Regions from separate parts of the Mus musculus genome. Here region 2 is linked to region 1. Evidence: chromatin contacts called from public HiChIP or PLAC-seq data. All regions are on one chromosome and are shown on one strand. Each heading gives the region's core, a stretch centred on a gene start, on an enhancer-like site or on the middle of the called end of the contact. The rest is flanking DNA. Distances are from core to core; before and after follow the strand shown. Region 1 overlaps Fam110b (family with sequence similarity 110, member B). Region 2 has its middle 160 kb from the start of Ubxn2b.

Region 1 (3,090 bases), core at 425-2,924:
AATTGCTTTTAAACTTATAAAAACTCAAGACTATACTGCTCTTTGTATTTAGATAGTAACGGAAAGAACAGAAAGATTTAGAAATATAGAGCTATTCACTCCAATTGCCACTCAGAGGCATAGCTTTTATGAATGAAATGTTATGATCAAGGAGGAGGCAATTATTTATTGAACAAACAATGAGGTTACTGAACTAGGAGCTTTCGGGATTCCCTCCTACTGTTGCGCTCTCGTCAGCATTCTGAATGAAAGCATTTGTCCTGTTACAAACATACCATGATAACACTATTGACTTATATCATGGTCATTGAGGGCTTCCTCACACGACAAGGTGTGCACTTTGTGCCTGGAACAGCATATTTTATATATGCCAACTCATTCGGTACTTGCAGAACTGTGGGGAAAAATGTAACTATCTGCATCCTGCAATCAGTAGAGCATAAACTGTGTACACATACAGGCTGTATCTAAATGGGAAATGCATTCATGTTATACAAAGACCTTGTATATACGGAGGGAAGGTGATTTTATCTAGCACTTTGGTGCACCTGTATTTTTACTGTGAAATAGGACAGGAATAGAAAAAAATTGCTCCTCTTGGACCTGCCATGCCAGGTCTCAGGTCTAGGGAAATGTCTGCATAGTAACTCTCTGGGGAGTAGTATGGTTGCTGCTGTGCTAACCCCGTGAGTAATTCTATTCTAACATTCCTGAGTGGGAAGAATAAATACAAACATAAAGTAGGTTCAGATAACTTAGGAAAGGCTGCTGTAAGCAAATGGCCACGTCAGTACACAGACGAGAGCATTCCTTTCAGGGACAGCCGGGGTGAGGAAGGAAGAAGGTACTTGAGTAGCTGCTGGCCTTGGTCAGACCAGCACCAGAAGCCTCTGAACTGAGGTGGGGATGACATTCTCAGATGGGTTCTCCTCCAGCCCCTTCCATGCAACCAGACGGCTGTAGGGAGGGTTAAGGTATGTGTGTCCCAAACACTGGGCCCTGAAAGGACTCCACACGTGTGTGCTGAATAAATACAGAAAATAAAGGAAGCAAATAGAAGGGCAGGAGGGAAGGAGGGGAAAAAAGAAAGAGAAAATAAATGAAACTAAAAAAATAAGGATACCAAGACTCCATTCAGCACATAAAAGAATGTCTTTACTTACGGGTGGATTTATATGTGAGTTTAATAATACATTTTAAAATACGGTTACCTTTAATTTCACTTCTAGGCCATAGAGTCCTGGAAGCTTTTGATTCAAGACTCAGAAAAGATAGGACTGACGTTCTCAGTGTCCAGCTCGGGATTTCTGAAAAGAGATGGACATAGACTAAACATCCTGCTGACCAATGAGAGGGATGTCAAAGAGCACTGAGATGAAACCAGTTTTCATTGAATAACAGAAGGCACTGCATTCCCTAAGACTCTGAGGGGATATATGGGTTGGAGGCCCTGCTCAAACTGAGCTGCTATAGCAGGCTTTAAATTGGTTTGAGGAAACAACAAAATCAGAAAATGGGTGCTCAAGCAGCCCCAAGGGACCCGAGAATCACCCTGGGATTCCCAGGCCTCCAACGCAGCATCCCTTGGAGAACGCTGGGATTAGGCTTTAGCTCCTGGGACTGGGTGAGCAGGAAGGAGCTGCTAAGACACCAGAGCAGAGCTCCTCAAAGGAAAGGGAGCTTGTACTTTGAGAACTCAGTTCTTGTAAAGGGAGAAAGGAGTGTATTTGTTACAGCTGTCCCTGTGCCCCAAACGCCACACTGACCTGGCCTCAGACGAGTGTTCCTGTACAGCTGTAGGCAGCTGTGGGTTAGGCCATTCTCAGGAAAGAAAGAAAGGGAAGAAAAAAAAAAAAAAAAAGCTTTGATTGGACATGTGGCTGGCCCTAACCAACATGCTGCATTTTTAAAAACTGGTGAGAAACTGAGGCTCCCTAAGGGAAGTGGTTTCCCACATCTACTCCATGTGAGACTGCTTTCACTGTGTTTGGGGATGGCTGGATGAATCATGAAAGCAATGTTTATCCAGACATCTGGCAGCTCACAAGAAGACTCGGTGCTGGAAATTTTAACTCTCTCTTCCTCCCACATCTGCCTTTGTCAGATGCCACAGTAGCAAAGGACTGCATCTTTCAAAGTGAGAGGCAGCATGAAGCAGAGAAATTCTGGCTGCACAGACATCTTCTCTACTGAGAGGCACTTTCCATGCATGGATAGAAAAATAATTAGTATCTGAGGAATTACTTGAAATCGTAACGTATAATGGTTAAGGAACACACCACTGGGGTCTCTGCCAGACTCCCAGCTACCATGTGTATCTTTCTGGACGGAGGCATGGTGAATACTGCACATAAAGTTTATATTAGTAAGCCTGTGCATTGTGACCTAGATTTATATGGCTTCAAAAAGTGCAGAGAAAGCCTGAAAATGTCTACTTTAATAACAACTAAGAATAATCCATCCCCCTCCATCCAACTATCACCTGCAAACCTTTCCGCACTGTCTGCTTCAGTTTGATTACGCAGTGATGCGGAGCAAAAGCGCAGAGTAGATCTCAGCACTAAATTGAACAGAAATGATGACTGAACTTGTGTGCCTCCCTTTGCTTCCTTGATATGTGAAATGTAATGACACTGTTTTACATGGGATTCCAGGGATTTAAGTCAATAAAATCATATACTTTTAGAATTATATTAGAGCACTTTAAATATGCGTGAAGTCTGAGTTCAGTTTAATTTGTTGTGATCTAAAGTAAAATAAATGGTTTTGCACTATGCAATTTTGCAACCAGTGGGGTTTTGTTTGTTTGGGGGATTTTTTTGGGCTCAATTTCTTTTTCATATTTATTATTATTATTGCCTACTTTCATGCTTTTGAAGAGAAAAAATAAACAGCTAAATTCCATCATAATTTAGTGATATTAGAGTCCCACAGTTTTGGCTGAGATGAGGAATAACATAAGTAAAGAAATCCAGTTTATCTTCAGAGTAGCCACGTGAAATCAAAACCATCCCAGTAAAATAACCAACATCATATATCCCTGAGCCTTAGAGACCCTATGGTTATGTGCACAGCTAAGACATTTTTACT
Region 2 (3,049 bases), core at 22-2,521, 350 kb before region 1:
AAGATTAAGTGTTAGAACAAGCAGCTGTGAGGCATGCATGCTGGGAAATTCTCCTGGGGATGATTTGCTGCTCTGTCTCAGGGAGGCTAGGACAGAGTATGCAGTATAACGATGGAAGGCGGCAGCTGTGGTGTGGGACTCATGAGATCCCAGAAAAAGGGAACTTCTTTAATAGCCAACCATGGACTCTGATGAGTCAGTCCTGGGCTGCTGAAGAACTTGATATTCATCCATAAAACTTAGCATTTTAGGAGAATATGTAGATGTCAAATCTCAAGCCATGCTTACTGATAGGAATTTAAAAAGAATTGGTCTTTGAGAATATTGAGACAGCTTAGCAATTAAAAGCATGTACTGCCCTTGTAGTACTACCACAGGGTCGTATCCAACATCCATTCTGGGCTACCCAATAGCCCCCGTAACTCAATCCCCAGGGGTACTTGTGTGATATTCTGTCTTCTGTGGGCAACTGTACTCATGTGTACATGTATACTCTTAGATATGATTAATAATAAAATATTTTAGGCTCAATGAAGTTGAGTTTTATGTCTTTCAAAGTATGAGTCTTGAAAACTCTGGGCCCTAGAGCTAAGTTTGTAGGTGTGTGTGTGTGTGTGTGTGTGTAATAGTTCACGTGCTGTGTGTTTGTATGGACTTTCTTGAATTGAGAATGGAAGTCCTTCAGAGTCTATGCAAAGTGACATTTGTGACTTGTGATTTTAAAAATGCCAAATGCAGTTAATATGTAGATACCAGAAAAGGCACAATCAGGATTAGAAGTAGAACAGAAAAGAAGTTATTTTAAAAAGCCCGAAAACAGACAGTAACAGGTGTACCTGGTGACAGCAAAAGAGATTAGAAAGTGAATGCCTTCAGGGTGGTTTTTGAAAATAAATTTGAAAGGTTCAGAGTGATGCAGCAAGGAAGCCCTGAGATGTGTCAGAGATGACTGGAGGCTTTAGCCTAAAACCACATCAAACACAGAGGGGTTGCTCACTGAACAGGAGAGGGCTCAGACATTCCCACCATTTTAAAGGTAAGGATATAAGGGCTGTTATTTTGAAACTGTCAGGTCTGAAATGTCAACGTTTTATCGCAACAGTTGAGATTTTTGAGGAAATAATTGGATATATGAGTCCAAATTTTAGGATGACAATCTGCCTGAATTGAATTAATGTTTTCTAGCTGAATGAAATGAATACTGAATGGATTCCTGCAATCTCAGTTCCATTCTACAGGGGGAAAAAGAATATCTGAGTCTATTTCAAGCAGGAATGAATATGCATGCTCACACCATTAGCATCAATGACATCCAGAAGCATGAATCTTGAATCACAGAGTAAATACACACAGAAGTCACAGCCCATAGCTTTGTGGGAGGATACAAAAGGAGACTGATGATGAGTGAAGGAGTCACCAGGTGGCTGATATATGCATCAAATACCACCATCTGCCAAGTAACAAGAGACCCAGAAATAGCCTGGACACAGTAAGTCCCTGGTGACAATGTCCAGAACAGTTTTGGTGGCATAGAGTGGATGAAAAGTTAGGTTATATGTGATTAAGAGAGAACTGAAGGAAAGAAACACAAACCATCAGGCACTGACAGCTTAAGTTCAGTATCAAAAATCACTAAGACTCTAGAAAACTGGGATTACTTAGCCTAAAATGCTGGTGGCCACATATCAAGGGCATCATGGGGCAACACAGAAAGCGGGTTGTTAGAAATTTGGGACTGAAATTTAAGGCAGCGAAGCTACATGGAAGCAGGGACGATTCTGGCCTTGGATAACTCGAAAAACTTTACTTTCAGAGAAGAACAGAAGACTGGGTCAAAAACCTATAGTTAGTGAAAAAGTAGCACTCATGCGTCCTAGGAAAGCTGTCGTTCCGGTAACGCAATGGCTTCACGTTCAGTGATGCTGGGCTCTCGTTTATTGTAGCTGCATTCTCGGCTGTAGTTAACAAGAAAGCACAGAGTCTTACATTAGCTCTGGTCAAGTCTTTGCTTCCTTCTGAAGCTTCGTAATCCTGGTCTCCATCATCTACATTGCTCTTAGCATTTCTATTTTCCAAGTCCCCACAACAGCTCATGAAACTCTGAGTACTCAGTACATTTGCAACTCAACTTTACAAATATTTCCCCAATCCTTCCCAAATGAACATGACTAGCTTTGTCACAGCAATGTCATGGAACTGGGACCAACTTCTCTTCCAGTTAGGTTGATATTGCAGTGATTATGGTCATGGCTGTCATAGGGTTTCTATTGCTGTGATCAAACACCACAACCAAAAGCAGCGAGGGGAGGCAAAGATTTACTTCATCTCACCTGTCCATCACTAAGCGACGTTGAGCTGGAGCTCAAGAAAAGATCCTGTAGTCAGGAACTGAAATAGAAACCATGGAGGAATGTCTTTACTGGCTTGCTACTCATGGTTTGGTCAGTTTACATGCTCATCTACCTCAGGTCCATCCTCCCAGAGATAGAACTGCCCACAATGTGCTGGAACCTTCTAAACCAATTATCGATCAAGAAAATCCCCAAAAGGTTTGCCTGTAGGCTACTCTTACGTAGATATTTTTGCAATTGAGGTTCCTTCTTCTCAGATGACCTTACCCTGTGTCAATTGGACAATAAATTGGACAATTGTCTAGTCTTCTCTGAGCCATCTTGTAGCGCTTAGCCATCAAATGCTCCACAGACTTGGCTTTTCTGGTTGAGGTTTCTCTTCCCAAGTTTAGGTTGCACGAGCTGACAGAAACAGTGGTGTTCTGTAGTTCTGAGTTTCACACAATGACTTTGCTTTTTATCGGTGCTTCAATAACATGATGGTTATACCCAGCTCTGTCAGATTTTGATGTTCTGTGAAGAACCATAATTGCTAGGCTACCTCTGAAGTCAGTTGGAATGCTTGTCTCCTCTAATTGATATTGCTAAATGTGACCCATGCCTTGTTTGAAAAAATGACCATGTGTTGTGCTCTTCTTTGTCAACTTCTCAACTTTAAGGCTCAGCTTACTGGAAATTAATATGGAGCATTTCAAATT

The links. HiChIP or PLAC-seq counts read pairs in DNA pulled down with a chosen protein or histone mark.
Region 2: a contact with region 1 is called in an H3K27ac HiChIP or PLAC-seq map of SST interneurons, with 4 times the contacts expected there. The contact joins two enhancer-like sites. A contact is called at or near these places in 2 of 115 datasets of contacts at active chromatin or transcription factors (SST interneurons and astrocytes).

The regions. Positions count from the first base shown.
Region 1 is chr4:5,677,120-5,680,209 of GRCm38.p6, reverse strand. All of the region lies in intron 1 of Fam110b (family with sequence similarity 110, member B), which reads right to left. Among named protein-coding and RNA genes, the nearest start is that of Gm24337, 9.1 kb to the left of the region's middle. Within about 2 kb of position 1,674, at least 55 of the 459 cell types and tissues checked have an H3K27ac peak or open chromatin away from gene starts, as enhancers often do. A contact at or near this core is called in SST interneurons, where this site is marked.
Region 2 is chr4:6,028,988-6,032,036 of GRCm38.p6, reverse strand. No RefSeq gene overlaps it. Among named protein-coding and RNA genes, the nearest start is that of Ubxn2b, 160 kb to the left of the region's middle. Within about 2 kb of position 1,271, at least 5 of the 459 cell types and tissues checked have an H3K27ac peak or open chromatin away from gene starts, as enhancers often do. A contact at or near this core is called in SST interneurons, where this site is marked.